Linked DNA regions of Zea mays: region 1 is linked to region 2. Evidence: chromatin contacts called from public Hi-C data. All regions are on one chromosome and are shown on one strand. The core of a region is the stretch at or near the end of the contact, and the rest is flanking DNA. Distances in the headings are between cores, read along the strand shown. Region 1 holds the start of LOC103627767 (E3 ubiquitin-protein ligase ATL31). Region 2 overlaps LOC103627764 (LMBR1 domain-containing protein 2 homolog A).

Region 1 (2,700 bases), core at 44-2,543, 95 kb before region 2:
GACTGCCATCTGCTCGCCCGGCCGAGGGGGGCGCTTCGGCCGCCTCGGCTGCTTCCTTCCCCGGCTCTTCGCCCGCGACGCAGTCGCATGCTCTGCTCGCCCGCGGCGACCATCTCCCTGCGCACGTGCTCCGGCAGCCGCAGCGTGAACCGCTCCAGGTCGCGGTCGAGCCGGACGGCGAGGGAGTGTCCCGTAGAGTGCGACCGGGCGAGCTGCGTCGGGACCGGCTTGCGCCCCGACCGCGACCGCATGGCGCGCCGCTGGGTCCCTATCTGCTGCAGCTCCAGCGCCTCCTGCCGCCGCGCCTCTTCCTCCTCCTCGGTGATCACATCGATCACCACGGCCACAGGTAGCGGTCCATGCCCAGACGACACCGCGGTTTCGCTCGAGATGCTGCTCGCCACTGGGATCGGCGGGAAACTGTCGGGCCGCTGTTCATCGCTGCTGGTATCCTTGTTAGGGTCGAGGTTGCAGCGGCAGACGGGGCAGGTCACGTGGCTGGCGAGCCACTCGCCGATGCATTCCGGGTGGAAGGCGTGGCTGCACTTGGGCAAGAGCCTGAGCCGCTCCTCGTCCTCGAACTCGCTGAGGCACACTGCGCACTCGAGCGCGCCGCCCTTGCCCACCCGGAGCGCCTTGGCCTCGGCGTACTTCATGGTGGGGAAAGCCTCGACCACCTCGGCGTCCAGCCCGCGCGGCCGCCGCTGCCTCCGCGACCGCGAGATGAAGGCGTCGAAATTGGGCACGGCTCTGGCGCGGTCGTAGTCGTCCGACGTGGCCGCGGAGCCGGTGCAGTGGCGGAGGTAGACGGTGAATGAGGCGATGAACACGAACACCGCGATGACGGCGACCAGGAGCGCGATCATGGCCGTGCTGACCTGGCCCTGGCCGCCGTCATCGTAGCTCGGCTGCGCGCTGGCTGCGCCGACCGCGGACACGAGGAGCGCGGCGAGCAGCGCTTGGCCGTGGCGAGCCATGGGCGTCCTTGCGCGCGGCAGGCGGCAGTGCAGACGGCAGAGAGAGGCGAGGGCCCGGGAGACGAGAGCGGGTTGACTAGCCTGACGGTGCAGCAGGCAGTGTGGAACTATATAGACGGGGAGGAGGAGTTTGAGCCAAAAAGGTCAGGATCCCGCGGGCCGCGGCGCTCGGCGGGTCTCGCGGAAGGAAGCCGCCGGCAGGTGTTCAGCTCAGCAGCCGCGATCGGGGAGGGCCTGGAACGTTTTTTGCACGCTGAAATCTGAATTCAACGGCATGTGAATTATCTGATTGCTTATCGGGAATCGACTGAAGCGAGAATTCACATATCAGCTACAGTTAGGCCACGGCGCACGGCTGACGGGTGGGTCAATGCTAAAGCTGGCAATACAATCATCCTAACTCCCACATTAGGGCTGGTTCGTTTAAATATAATTTTATATAGATTAAATGATATTAAGTCGGTTTAAATTTATAACAAGTTAAAATACATCTAAATCTCACTCAAAATAACTGAACAAACCCTTATTGCAAAAATCAATTACACCTTGTATTTTAAGTTATAGTTCATCTTAGTTTTGTCATAAATTACGTCTCTCTAATTGTAACTATCTTTTTATAAAAAAAACTACTATAACATCTATAATTTAAAATAGATGCGCTACCGAAATATGTCTCACACATAGTTCATTAAAAGTACGAAATTAGTTCGATATTGTAGATGGTGGTAGAATTTTTTTTTCTTAAAAGATGTGTACGAAACAATTCCAATCTTCTTGACAGCACGTAAATTCATATCAGGACCCGATACATTTTAGTTTCCTATTTTAGTAATTTATAGAGTAAAATAGAAAGAAAAATGATAGATGTGTTTGAATGCACTAGAGCTAATAGTTAGTTGTCTAAAAGATGTTTATAGAATTAGCTAGCTAACAAATAATTAACTGACTATTAGATAATTTACTAAAAATAGTTAATAACTGAACTATTAGCTAGATTGTTTGTATGTATTTAACTAATTTTAGTAGCTAACTATTAGATCTAGTGCATTCAAACACACACTAAAAATCAATACTCCCTCCATTTCGTTTTAGTTGTCGGTGAATAGTGTAAAATTGAAGTATCAACGACAACTAAAAAGAAACGGAGGGTACTTAGAAACCAAACACATCCCTTAACTATTTGTCATTGTAAAGATTGCCACCTCTTTAAATCTCCTTCCCGAAATGTCTCTCACGTGGTAAATGTACAAAAACAACTTCAAATGTGCAGGGGCCGCTGCTTTAAGAAGTTAAATTTCCTTCCAAAGTCATGTTCGTTATGAGGTCGGTCTTGCACAAGTTTTACCCTGACGCTCAACAAACGTACGGTAAGACTCTCCACGAGTGGTCAAGGCGACAGCCGGACCAAACATCACATATTAACCGCGTGTAAAACCAGTGTAACCCTCTTGACGGATCGACCAGGCGAAGGCTGTGGAATTCCAGCATGGACATCAGGTTTCAGAGCACTTGACTTCTCCGACAACGACGCCTGTTCCGTCAACGTCAGTCGACCGACGCGTCAGTGCTCAGCCGAAGCCCATCACCCAGACGAAGGGTTCAGATCAGACGAGAGGACACGAGTACAGGTCGGGTCAGCGCCAGCCCAGTAGTCCGGCAAGTGCAAGTACTCCGTACACGTACGCTGCTAATGGCAAAAAATATAACCAACGCCCACCCATAA
Region 2 (2,966 bases), core at 14-2,513:
TTGTGAGGATGAAGCCACAAAGGAGGGAGGGCGAATAAGCATGGACACCCTCAACAAAAAAAATCGAAGGCACCCTAAACAAGGAGTCCGACGACAAAGAAGAGGCCGCCAACAGTGAGCATCAACCGAGTCAAAGAGCAAACCAGCAACAAAGGCGACCACAAACCATAGGGCCCACCTCCAACAAGGTGAATGACGCACAAGGCATCATCGAAGCCACCGTCGCCCAAGAGCCTAGGAGGGCTTTCACCCGAGGCCAACAAGGTAGTCGTCGCGAAGTTACACCAAACCAAAGAACATCAGGGTTAGTGCATAGGCCTTGGATAACTATAGCGAGGAAGAGACAGGGGTCAAGCCCGAGCACCTAGGATGAGGAGGACTAGTCATAGCCATCGAGAGCACAACAAAGCAACCAACCATACAATCCAATGGAGCGGTTTCACAACAACACCGTTAAGAGGGCTCACAACTCTCATAAGTGTCGTCGTTGTCGTCCCAACGAACTCGTCAGGAAGGCTTTTGCCCGGGACCTACTCGCACCAAATCGAACCCAAGATCGCGACAATAGCCTACGCATGCCGTCCTGAAAGCAGACAGGCATGACCACGACGACACCCGCTCTACGGGTACTAGGTGGCCATGGCTCCAGGGCTGGAATTGACTAGAGGTGATGAGGCACAGTCAAGATATCGAGGCATTGCAAGAGGTGGATCTGGCATTAAGGGCCCGGATATATAGGATGCCCGCTGACGACGCAAGAAAGATGGGGCATCGCCGAAGCATGTCGTGCCAGCTACCAGACGCAGCTACGGTGATGGGGAGGAGGGGCGACAAGGGTGAATGGTGTTGTAGTAATAACGTCTAGGGACGAAGAAGCCACGCCGGATCTAGGACGCTGCAGAGCGCGACGCATTGGCTGAGGGCTTCCTGCCTCCTAGCCCGCAACAACTAGTATGCACCTCTCCGGAGTAGAGATGACGAAATGGGCCGCGCCGACACGTTTTGGGCCCGGCCCGTCAGGCACGATTAGAAAATCAGGACGGGTCATCTAAGCCTGCGGGCTCGTTTCCCTATCTAAACCCGGCCCACATCGGGCCTAAACGGGTCGGCCTGGGCTTCGTACCGAGCTCGGATCAGACCAAATAGTGGGCTTCGTGCCGAACTCGCGGGCCTCGTGATTATTGGCCATCCATACTCCGAAGATGCTCTGCACTGTTGCGGAGAGGTGGGGGAGGTGCTGCTGGAAGCGGCCGCTCGAAATGCTGGAAGTGGCCGCTCGGAATGTCCTAGCTTTTGGTTTTGGATCAAGCTCTGACTGACGGACAGAGACAGCGATGGGAAGGGGGAAACGGACATGAACGCCCCGCCGCCGCCGTCTCTTGCAGGACCCGCACATGTTTTGCCGGCGAGCCCACTCCGGCAGCGGCAAGGGAGGGAGCGGGGGCTACTGGTGGCGACTGGCTTCAATTTTTTTATTTTAATAATAGATGATTAATCTATATTATGCTTATGTACAAGACGTATCTTCTCTGTTACATCATCCCCAATTCCTTAGTACGATTATGAAATCCTATTTATAATATATTCATGCCTGCTGGCAGTGAATTTTATTAATTCGTGTTGTGCCTTTGATCGTCCCTATTACTGTAACACGTGCACCCTACGAAAGATAACCAGTTAATGCAGTACAGATAGGTATTTTTAGGTCAAGCATCAGACAATAAGTGTCCACAAGTTATACCATCAAATACATGTCTGACGTCACACACAAACACTTTGGGTTGTATCCTCCCGATCAAGTATAGATTCAATAGTATGTTTTTACTGGTTACAACTCAAGCACGTTAATTTTCATATGGTATTGTAGGTACACATTTACAATTTTTGGCTTCCATCACATATCAGCATCTCCAATACAGTTCCAAAAAAAAGGTGAGAGAAACCAACAAGGTTACCTGAATATAGTGGTACGTAGTAGATTAGTCCCAACCCTTTTCGGCGGGAGAATTCCAAACCTTTCTGTAAAGGCTGTCATCATATCGTACTTACATTTTGCAGTTTTCCAGATGGACAGGCGTCATGAGCTTCCAGGAAGCACACCAAACCATCATCAGATCTATACATCCTGTATCTTCCTTTGAACATCTATTGCTACCAATTCTTTTAGTTTTTCTGTGTATGCATATTCTAAACCTAAAAGAATATCACAACCTATTTCATTGATCTTGGAAATGAAGATCTGTATCTCCTATGTTGTCATCATCGTCATCGTCAAGGTAATCCACAGGCACATTTGCAGGCCGCCGTTTCAACCTTTGGAATATGTCATCAAGAGATTCTGGTGAAGAGACATTCAAATTTGGAACAAATCCTGGATCTTGGCGCAAAGGAAGAAACTTCTTAGAACCCATATTTGCTTTGAAATTTTGAAAACCAATCTTCATCGAGGCCCATGTTGCAGACACACCAGTTGGTGGTACACCAGCATTGGACCCCTGCTCTGAATTTCTTTCTTCGAGCAAAGATATAGAGTTCGGTGAAATTTCCTTTCTCACTACCTTCCCTGACTGCCGGTTCTGTTCTCTAATAGAAGTGTATTTGCTGGCGATAGTCTCCCTGTTGTTTGCATACTTCAACTGGCCAGCTCTCCCGTCATTTCTGGAAGAAGTTGCCCCTACTTTCATCTCCACAGTGTTTTCAACCTACAACACAGTAGTCAAATGGAAACAGAAACCAGAAGGTACTAAGTAGGGAAAAAAGATAAAATTCAGCTGGAAATAACCCAAGGCTAAAGAAGATATCAATCCATCTCGCCCACTAAATTATCCCTAGACTAAGACATACTCCCTCCATCCTAGAATATAAGGACTTCTGAGAACTGACCTGTGCAATCTTATTAAAACCAACCATTTATGCCACGGATTAGCCCAAAGATAGCCAGAACTTAAGCCAACGAGAGCCCGCCT

Evidence for each region. Hi-C and Micro-C count contacts between places; a contact is called where the count stands out from the background.
Region 1: a Hi-C map of ear shows a contact between it and region 2, with 1.5 times the contacts expected there. The contact joins the promoter of LOC103627767 here to the enhancer-like site in region 2. A contact is called at or near these places in 2 of 25 Hi-C or Micro-C datasets (ear and leaf).

Annotation. Positions count from the first base shown.
Region 1 is chr5:217,265,112-217,267,811 of Zm-B73-REFERENCE-NAM-5.0, reverse strand. LOC103627767 (E3 ubiquitin-protein ligase ATL31) reads right to left here and starts at 1,293. Exons shown (of 1, transcript XM_008648072.4): 1 at 1-1,293. The coding sequence starts at 977.
Region 2 is chr5:217,169,553-217,172,518 of Zm-B73-REFERENCE-NAM-5.0, reverse strand. It overlaps LOC103627764 (LMBR1 domain-containing protein 2 homolog A), which reads right to left. Exons shown (of 14, transcript XM_020538698.2): 14 at 1,776-2,702. The coding sequence ends at 2,217. Among protein-coding and RNA genes, the nearest start is that of LOC103627764, 14 kb to the right of the region's middle. Within about 2 kb of position 1,263, at least 14 of the 20 cell types and tissues checked have an H3K27ac peak or open chromatin away from gene starts, as enhancers often do. A contact at or near this core is called in ear and leaf, where this site is marked.